Regions from separate parts of the Columba livia genome. Here all the other regions are linked to region 2. The links are chromatin contacts, called in public Hi-C maps. All regions are on one chromosome and are shown on one strand. Each heading gives the region's core, a stretch centred on a gene start, on an enhancer-like site or on the middle of the called end of the contact. The rest is flanking DNA. Distances are from core to core; before and after follow the strand shown. Region 1 overlaps LOC102096178 (transmembrane protein 263-like). Region 2 holds the start of SLC35C1 (solute carrier family 35 member C1). Region 3 holds the start of VPS18 (VPS18 core subunit of CORVET and HOPS complexes).

Region 1 (3,364 bases), core at 334-2,833, 260 kb before region 2:
CATCTATATTGACAGCCGTACTTAAAGGGAATATGAACGAAGTAGATGGTTTTAGGAATTTGCTGCTCTATATCCTCTTGTTGAGCATCTTGTTAGCGTTTTCCCATTAAGTTGTGATTTCCTGTTCTACCATTTCATATACTCCATGTTGGCAATTACAGTATATAGAGGTAAGTGAAAAGCAGGTTTCTTTTTTTGTAGCTACTGTAAATTCAGAAGGAAATAAATGTGGAAGATGTTGTAAGATATATATATATATATATATGAGGTAATCTTGATATTTTTAATTTTTTTTCTCTAAGCCTTTTCCTTTGTAAGTAATGCCAAGTCAGCATGTAATGACAATGCATTGTTGAAGTAAGGATTCTGGTTACTAGCTTGAGCTGATGATTACATGAGCCTAGGGACCGTATCCTGGAATGTAAAACACAGGAGATCATCTTGTCTCATCAGTTTATCAGGAATAGTCTTAGATTGTAGACAATGGCTTTGAATTGTGTAATCAGAAAGGGTTTTTAAAAATGTGGCTAAGTATTTTTGCAAGCCAAATTTTTGTAATTGAAAGTATTTGCTTCTGCTTGCAACCCTGCTGGTTTGAACGAGGATGAAAAATGTCAGTATTAATATTCCACTTCTGTGTCTTGTTGCGAGGTCTAGGAGTAGTATGTGCTCTGGAGATGGTGATTTTTCTGATGTGAGGAAAAAGAACTTTTAACAGTTGAGCTGGTGTGGTTAAGCAATGCTACAGTAGATACTGTGAGTTCTTTTAAAGTCTGAGCTCAGTATGTACTTTTAAAATTTACGGTGACATTAACAAAATAGAAGGGATACTGAGAGCACAACTGAACCTAGAGTTTGCTTGGGAGAAGAGATGGAAAAATTGCTGCTGAAAAAGGGCTGTCAGGATGATGCTGAACTTACAGCTCAGTGTATTAGTGGAGCTCGGTAACAGGAGTCTTCAATCATGTAGATGCAGGAGTGATTACAAATACCCCATGAAAGAAACAGATCTCTGAAGTTCTTTTACTATTAAATGTCATTAAGTACTGTCGTCTTATTGTTGCTCTACTACTGATTTCTGTTTTCTTCTGATAGAACTTTCCTAGTTAAATCAAATGCTTTGCAACAAGTAAATGAACCATGTTGTCATGACTGCTGCACTTTTGTTTCCTGGGATCTATGAATTGGAGACTGTGTCTGCTCGCCTTCTGGTAATGAGTGCGTAAGGGATGGGAAGCTCTCCAGAGTCTGTCTCTTTCTAACACAATCCATTATTTCACCAGATTGCATCACAGTGGCTTCGTTTTCTAGCTTGCCCTGCATATTTACTCCCCTCCTCAAAGGAGGGGAATTGGAAGCACTGTGCTCTATAAATATTGCAGTAAAAAAAAAAAAAAAAAGAGGTTACCCTTCAGGGATCGTCATCTTTCTGAACAGTGTTGCATATGGACTTCTGCAAATAAAGGGGCAATTTTACATAACTAAATTAAAGAAGTGACTGTGTGGGTAACAAGTAGTAAAGTATAGTGAGCATTGGTTTTGGGTGTGGTGTGGCAGCCTACCAATATTTGAAACAAGAGAAAGTTTTGTGGTTTAAAAAGGAGGTTAGCCAGGAAATCCCTGAAAGGTAACCAAGGCAGAGGCTAGTATCTGTGTGTGATGTGAATCCATTTATTTTATCTACTGTCAAAGTTAGAGTTTTTTATATTTAAGTAAGCCAAAAGAGTAAATAAGTACAGCTGATGTAAGATCCTCTAAGTGATACTGGATGTCAAAAAAGGCTTTTTATTTTGTAATGGAGACGCGCTGTTATCAGTGGCATTGGTGCACCGTGTCCCGTCCTGAAGCGGGGAAGCCAAACCCGGTGGGTGAGCCGCGGGCCGTCCCGAGCGGTGTCTGTGCCCGTGGAGCGCGGGCGGGCGGCGGGAGGTGCCCCGCTGCGGCCGCGGGGGGGCGCTGCAGGCCCGGCAATGCCCCTCGCGGCGCGTCGTCCCCGCTCCGGCGCTGCCCGCGCTCCGGCGGCAGGAGCGGGGTTCGAACACCGCCTGCGCACAATCCGGGCAGCCGGAGAAAGTATTTAAACCTATTAACTCCTTGCCCGTAAGCTACTTTGTGACATTACCAGGGAAGCTTTCCACACTTCCTGCCGCAGGAAGGCTGTTTATCCCCAAATGATATTTTATCTCTCAGCTCCATGATTCATCTGCTCAAGCCACACTTTTATATTTTACTCTCCCTTCATCTGTCCTTTCTTTTTGATCTTGTTAACATACTTTTTCTTTCCCCCCTCCCCCCCACTTAGGCAAGCATGCGGGAGCAGTATTAATTAGCATTTGGAGTGCTGCTGAGGCTAGTGTGCTCCACACTTCTCAGGGAAGGCTGTGTGTGCAGAATTACCACCACCAGTGAAGGACAGTGATCTCTGGAGAGGAGCAACTCTGTTTTAAATGGTTTGAAATGCTCTCCTCTTTGCAAGGATTCAGCACGGCTGCTCTGTGTCACCGTGTGTTTGAGCACTGAGCTACTTACAGGTAGATTCTTGGTGATCTTGAACGATTGCTGTTAAATCACGCTCTGATCATAGTGAGAGAACCAGATTCAGTTACCCAAGTACAGCAACACCTTGCTATAGCTGTTGCTGCTTCTTTATTCGCCATTTCCGAGTTCTGTTGGTGATCACTTAATACAGTGCACTGTTAATTGTTATAATTGCGTTGCTTTTCTGTTATTTTCCATTGAATTACCCAAGGAAGGTGATGGCAATGAAATCTGATGGTGATTAAATCTTCTGTAGCATGATAAGTTATGAAACACCAGCATCTGCTTTGCTGGACAACTCAGATCTTGATCTCTTGTATTTGATGAATCAGTGACCCTGACCTTATTCCTGCTTCTTCATCCTGCTTCCAGTGCATTGAGGGGAGTGATCTGTCCCCTATATTCAGCACTGGTGAGGCCACACCTGGAGTACTGTGTCCAGTTCTGGATTCCCCAGTATGAGACAGACATGAACATACTGGAAAGAGCCCAGCAAAGGGCCACAAAGACAATTAAGAGACTGGAGCATCTCTCCTATGAGGAAAGGCTGAGAGAACTGGGACTATTCAGCCTAGAGGAGGATCAGGTGGGAACTTATCAGTGTATACATGAACTGAAACACAGCTGAAGCTAAGGAAACACTTATTCACGGTGGGAGTGACCAAGCACTGGAATGGGTTGCCCAGAGAGGTTGTTTAGTCTCCTACCTTGGAAATACTAAAAAGCTGTCTGGACATGGTCTTGTGTAGCCTGATTAAAGTGACCATGTTTGAGCAGGGAAGTTGGACCAGATGACTGATCTCTAGAGGTCCTTCCCAACCTAAAC
Region 2 (3,238 bases), core at 610-3,109:
TGGAAGGAGGAGGATGGGAGGGCACGCAGAATAGGAAGCTTGCAATGAGTAAGTGCCAGGTGCACTTCTGGCAGCAGAATCAAAGCACGGTTGAGCTACAGGGGACAGCGGTTAGTAATTTCCAGCACATCAACAGCAGCTTTTCCTGCCTTGGTGCCAGCCCCTCTGCAGAGTCACAATCTCTGCTGTTTCCAGCTCTGTGTCCATCTGCTCTCACACTCCGTGTGCACTTAGACAAATGCCATGCACCACTGTGGCTCTCCCTGCTGCCTGCACAGGCAGCCAAGCTGGGAGGTGGGTGAGGAGAGGAGGCAAAATTTGCTTGGGGTTGGAAGGGCTCTACCAGGCTGGAAAGGCACCTGACAGCCCACCACAAGGTGCAGGGGTGAGAGCTGGTGCTCAGCACATACCCAGAGCTCTCCATCACCCTGAAATGGGTACTTGGGCTGTCTGGAGCAAACACCCAGGCACCAACTTTCTCTGTCCAGAGGGAATGTGGTTCCCACCGCCCATGTCCTGTTTACAAGGAAAGGGCTATGAGAAAAGACAACATATTTTATGAAACCAGCTGATGCAGCTGGGAGAAAAAAAATCAAGTGCCATTTCAGAGGTTTGAGAAAAGCGTGTTATGTCCAAAATGTTTTCCAGCTGCATCAACTGGTCTAATGAAGTACATAATTTCCCCACAACGCTTGCCATGCTTCTGTCCTTGACTGCAGGAGCATGGCCGCTATGCGGGCAATTAACATCACTGTCCTCGCCTCTGAAATCCCCTTAATTGTGCTCTCTGTGAATTGCTGGGCCCCAGGACATTGCGGACCAGACATTTTGCAGCAGTCTCAGCTGAAATAAGGAGTGGGGGATCATACTTACCAATGTTTGACACTGAACGCACCACTGCGACCCCCAACCACATGGAACCTGGTATTAATTTAGATTTATTTTGTTCTGCAGTTTGAATCCACAGCATGCTGGTTTGGTATTTGAAAAGACCCCTTTGTTACAAAGCACCATTAAGGGAAGGTGGGACCTTTTGGCATGTGAGTATGGGCAGATGGGTCTTTTATACCCAGAATGATTTGGGACCTGTGGGGTAACTGTTTTAGCAGGACGACGTGCACAGGTTACCCCAAAATGCAAGCCACCTTGACAGGAGTTAGCTCCTGTATTGCTTGCAATGTAGCAGGGCGGTGCAGAGTTCAGCACAGGCTGCTCGTCAGTACTGGGGTAGTCAACGGCATTGGCAGTGACATTCTCCTGATTAGATTTCAAAGTTATTGCTGCAGGAAGAGGAATAAGGCAGCCCATGCCTCCCTGTACTGTCCTCACGAGCTGTTTGCAGATGTCACCATGTCTTACTTCATTCAGGTCATATTGGGAAGGCTTTATGCACCTCCACAAAAATTAGAACTTCATTTCTGTAAACAAGGCTTAGGTAGCAGAGTACGGACCTGTACTTTGTGGTGGGCTGTGGGCAAAATCTGTGTTAGAAAATCACTGAATGCGCAAGACCCGGACTCAACCAGCACATCACGGTGACACTGACAGGAGCTGGTGGAGCAGGTGTTGTTCCCCACACGGGGGCTGCTGCCAGGTACCTCCCGCACGCCCGGCCCCGCCGCCCCCGGACAAACGGGGCGCCGATCACCTCGTCCGGCTGCCATAAACCACCATGAACTCCTGCGATGTCGCAGCGCTTCCCCCACGGTCCCTGGCCAAGCCCTTGGCTTCTGGCTGCACGGGGGTGCATGAGGAAACGCGCTCAGTTGATTGCCCTTCGCTAAACTACCCGGGTTGTTAATTGCCCTCGCTGTCCCCGCCAGCTCTCCACCCCGGGCTCCCCGGCCTGCCGCGGCCGGGCCCGGGGCGGGGCGGCGGGGCCGGGTCCTCCCCCGACATGGCGGCGCGGCCGGCGCGGGGCGTGAATAAAGGGCGGCGGGCGGGGCCGCGGCGCTCCGGGGAGAGCGGGGCCGGCGGCGGCGGCAGCGGGTGAGCGGGGCTATCGGTGGGGGGGAGGCCGCGGGGGGGCCGGGGCGGGGGTCGACAGCCGACAGCCGCCGGCTGACGTCCCGTGCCCGCCATGAGCAGGGCGCAGCTGACGCGGACGGGCATCCTGCGGATGGCGCTGGGCGGCGGCGCCACCGACCCGCTGCTGCCGGCGGAGGGCGGCGGGGACCAGCAGGCGCCCTTCCTGCTGCGGGCCCTGCGCATCGCCGTGGTGGTCTGCCTGTACTGGTTCACCTCCATCGCCATGGTCTTTCTCAACAAGTACCTGCTGGACAGCCCCTCGCTGCGCCTCGACGCCCCCCTCTTCGTCACCTTCTTCCAGTGTGCTCTGACGGCCGCCTTGTGCCTGGGCCTGAGCCTGGGGGCGGCTTGCGGGCCTCCCTGCCCCGGCCTGCCCGCCCTCCGCCTCGACCCCAAGGTGTCCCGCAGCGTCCTGCCCCTCTCTGTCGTCTTCATCGGCATGGTCACTTCCAACAACCTCTGCCTCAAGCACGTCGGCGTGGCTTTCTACAACGTGGGACGCTCCCTCACCACCGTCTTCAACGTGCTGCTCTCCTACCTGCTCCTCAAGCAGACCACCTCCATCTATGCCCTCCTGGCCTGCGGAGTCATCATAGGTGAGGGGGAGTGGGAGGAGGCTGCACCCACCCTGCAGGCGGCCCCAGGAACCCAGAGAGACAGAGGTGGGGTGTCTTCCCCTTGGGAAGCCATCCCCATGTGCATGGCGGCTCCCTGGTGAGGTGGGGTAGTTGCGGGTTCATGCCTTGCTCTGCCTTGGGCAATCCGCTTCGCATGTCTGGAGGATGTGGGTGAGTTGTTAAGAAAGGATCTTTTTCTTATTTGACCATGGGTTCACTTTACCTTTGGGCACTGAAAAGCTCTCTACCCTCTAATGAAGTTGAATTCACTTTGCCTTTTTCCCCCAACAAAGGCCATAAACCAGCAGTTGGCTTTCTCCCTGTTCACAAGTGTTTGTTGATTATTAACTTTGGTAACAATAACAGTATTTATGTCAGCACTGTTGGGACCATACAATGGAGCCAGCCAATTCAGATGGGCTGAGTGCCTGATGAAGGATTAAGTGATCTAGCCAAGCATAAAACACAACCAGAAGATCTGGTTGTGTGGTTAGGACATAGGGGGGGGCATCAACTAGACTTAATGGGAATTGCTTGTAAGTCTTTAATTCCAATGGCATTGGTAATGCCAAAAACTACTTTCACTGGAGGGT
Region 3 (3,486 bases), core at 130-2,629, 410 kb before region 2:
AGAAAAATCATCAAAGAATGCATCCATGCATTTCCAAACTCAAAAATGCCAGCTCTGCATGGCAGCTGGTGCGACCATGACAAGACCAGGCAGAACAGAATCCGCTCATAACTTGTATTTCCCTGTTATACTCAAAAAAACGTTGTGATGTGTCATCTAAGAGGGAACAATTATAGAACCTAATAAACCTTGAACTTATCACAGTATATGCTTGCCATTTGTATACTTTCTCGCACATGAAAGGAACAACTGGCTCACCATCACACTGTTACTTTACATTGATTGGACACCTCCCTGGACACTGCAGTATATCAAAGCTTCACAGATCTTAACAGAAAAGTTTAATAGTGATATAGATTGCTTTCTTGGTAATTCTTTTCAGCAGTAACCTTGCCCTCATGTAGTCAGCCTAGAGGAAACATTCCAAACAATGATGCCTTTGGCAAACTGCACCTGGGTTAGGAAACTAATTCCAGGCAGGTACAACTGTGCCCACATCCAGAATACTGTGGCCATAACAGCTGAGTTCCTCAGAGAGGATGAAGGGGGGAAAAAAAAGGAAGCAAGCTGATGAGACAATGTCAGACAACTACCACAGCTCTGAACCAAGTAGTTCTGAGGCGTGGTTATAACTTGTGACTACAAAGGCAGGCCAGTTCACGTACACACGTTTCCACCACATGCCACTTCACAGCACAGGCAGGTATGGCCTTATGAAGCCCTCCCACGGATAACCAGCACGTCAGTTTTGCTAGGATGCCCTGCACCACCCCTGAGCTTCATCAGGAATTGAGTGTCCCTTGCGTCAAAACATTTCACACAGCAAATGATGGCAAAACAAATCGCATCTGAATGTTACACCACATACGCGGTGATACACTTTTTTACTGGAAGCATTCCCCTCAGCCTGACATCCACCACTCCTCAGCCCGCCCCCAGCTAAGGAACTGCCACCTTGCCTCCCCTTCCCTGCAGGGAAACCCATAGCGGGGCTCCCTGCGCACTGGAGGCCCCGCAGAGGGACTACTGGGGGGAGCAGGCCTCCAGACGGCCGGACACCGGGCCTAGACCTCCCCTGGGCGGACGGGGGGGACACGACGTGCCCAGGGCCTGGCTGTAACCTCAGGGCCGCGCTGCCCCCGGGGCCAGCATGGGCAGAGGGCTGCGTGGGCGCCGCCGCGCACCTACCGGAGTGCGGGATGCCCACGCTGGCGCGGCTCTGCTGCACTGAGGCGGAGCGGTACAGGGAATCCTCGTACTCGTCCAGGATGGAGGCCATGGCGGCCAACGGGCACCCGTCAACGGCCACGGGCACCCCAACCCCGCACCGGCCACTTCCGCCAACGCTCAGCTGACCCGTGTCACGTGGCCGTCCGGCGCGCACTGCGCCTGCGCCACTGCCCCGCCCCTCCGCCGGGGTGGAGAGTCCCCTTGAGAGAAGGGGTGACCGTCAAATATGGGGCGTGGGGCAGTAAAATGTTAGGTTTGTTGCTAAGATTATGATTGTGGCAAAGCATATGGCGATGCAGCGTAAGGCTGTGCGTGAACTGTGCTAGATTTGCTCTGCGAGTTTATCCCAGCTTTCTAGATTAGAACCCGGCTTGTGTGTCACGAAATAGGAATTCAGAGCTGAGGTTCTGGAGTACTAAATAGTGCTTAAGGGCCGTTGTTCTAGCCTCATCCTCGAGATTAAACTAGCTGAATTTATAGCAATGGCATTAACAAAAACACTAATTCGTTACACAACACTTTTGGGTTTCATCCTATATAAAATGAATATAGATGTACATACTGTATGTATGTTATTACACTGTATATCATATTGAACCCTCACAGCACTTTTTGGAAGGAACAGGGAAATGCTTCACAGGGTGCGGGACAGCTTGCAGCACAGAGGGATCCATCCATGACAGGGTGCAGGAGTTCTTCCCACCCCGAGCGAGGCAAGGCCAGCAGCGGTGCCTGTGCTTGCCTCTGCACAAGCAAGAAAGTGGCAGCTCCTTGTTGTCTGTGCTGGCCCTGGACACCTCACCCACAAGAAGCTAGGGTTCCTTCTCCAGGCCTTCTCCACAGGGCTGGGACAGACACGCAGGTCCCATGCCAGCTGGGTCCCCAGAGGCTCCTGTGGTGCCCCTCCATGGGGTCACCTCTGCCGGCTTTGCTAAAAACATCAGATGGCTCTTCCTGACTCACCCTCCCTGCCAGCGCTGGCTGGAGCCGGGACCCAGCCCCAGCCTCTGCTGTTTACCCTCTATACGTGGCAGCTGTGAGCCAAAACAACAAAACCACATTCCTTTGCTCTCCAGTCATCCTGATCATCATAAACAGCAACTGTTCTCTTTCAGCTTCTCAAAGGGTACACACAAATTCATTAGGTTTAGGGTAATGAGGTAGGAAGGGACTTCTTGGACTATCAGATCCCACTCTTGCAGATACCACATCATATAGTCCTTTCTCTGTTCTTATCAAGCTCTGGCTTGAAGCGTGGGTATTTTTAACCCTGACTGGTCCAGCTCGTTCCAAATGCTGATTACTCCCATGATTTCAAGCTCTGATTTCCAGTCTGACATAAGCTGTGGCTAGTCTGAATCCATTTGTTCTTCTTCAAACACTGCCCCTTAGTGTAAAGGAGATTTTAGAGTGTTAATTGCATTTGCAAAACTCCAATGCATCGATCATAGCCTTCATTCAGATGTACCAAATCCAGGATTTACCAAACCAAGATGTTCTTTCCTTTTTCCTCTTAAAGAGAGGAGGTCATTAGTTTCCTGGAGCATCCAGGTAGTCCTCCTCTGCACTGGTTGCAGCTTCAGCTCATGTTTGTGTAACGGGGTTGAGCATAGCTTGACCCCTAATTTCAGATCAGAATAGAATAGAAACAGTTGTGCATGAGAATAAAATGCTTGTGCATTAAATATTGTGGATGAGGTTCTCCCCTGTTGCCTTCAGCAATGCTGCTTATACTTGTGTGTGTGTCAAAATTTTAGCAGTAGAAGACTGAAGGGTTATTTGGTAAGGGGGAAATAAACTCTTTCAAAATATGTCTAGAAATCAGGCTAAATTGAAATTTGTGCACAAAGTTCTGACTGTCCAGCTCTATGGGATGTTTCCATTCAAAGCCTAGGTCAGGACATATCTTTATAATGTTGCGTTTTTTTTTCTTAGTCAGGTTCTGAAATGGAACAGACTTTCCCATTCTGGCAGATATTATTGACAGTTAGGACTGATATCTCATGATAAACCTTTGATTTTAGTGTGATTAAATTGGAAGCCAGATCCTCACTTTATTTGGAAATGAAACATCAGCCCAAAGCTAATCCAGGCCCTCAAGCTTGCTCTGTCCATCTGCACTATCATCTGCTGTGATTATTTAGTTTACAAACATGTGCAATAATTATATACCAGTATTATGTTCACAGATTCCATATTCTGAAAAGCAGGGGAGAGCGGGGTTGCAGACAAATGATTTATCAGCTCTTTTGTTCA

The links. A called contact is a pair of places that touch in the nucleus more often than the background predicts.
Region 1: a contact with region 2 is called in a Hi-C map of crop, with 5 times the contacts expected there. The contact joins the enhancer-like site here to the promoter of SLC35C1 in region 2. A contact is called at or near these places in 2 of 2 Hi-C or Micro-C datasets (crop and liver).
Region 3: a contact with region 2 is called in a Hi-C map of liver, with 2.0 times the contacts expected there. The contact joins the promoter of VPS18 here to the promoter of SLC35C1 in region 2. A contact is called at or near these places in 2 of 2 Hi-C or Micro-C datasets (crop and liver).

The regions. Positions count from the first base shown.
Region 1 is chr5:41,891,613-41,894,976 of bColLiv1.pat.W.v2, forward strand. The region is part of intron 2 of LOC102096178 (transmembrane protein 263-like); the gene reads left to right. Among named protein-coding and RNA genes, the nearest start is that of ZFYVE19, 56 kb to the left of the region's middle. Within about 2 kb of position 1,584, at least 1 of the 3 cell types and tissues checked has an H3K27ac peak away from gene starts, as active enhancers do.
Region 2 is chr5:42,153,807-42,157,044 of bColLiv1.pat.W.v2, forward strand. It overlaps SLC35C1 (solute carrier family 35 member C1), which reads left to right and starts at 1,860. Exons shown (of 3, transcript XM_065064667.1): 1 at 1,860-1,989; 2 at 2,089-2,624. The coding sequence starts at 1,898.
Region 3 is chr5:41,748,422-41,751,907 of bColLiv1.pat.W.v2, forward strand. VPS18 (VPS18 core subunit of CORVET and HOPS complexes) reads right to left here and starts at 1,380. Exons shown (of 5, transcript XM_005502199.3): 1 at 1,189-1,380. The coding sequence starts at 1,279.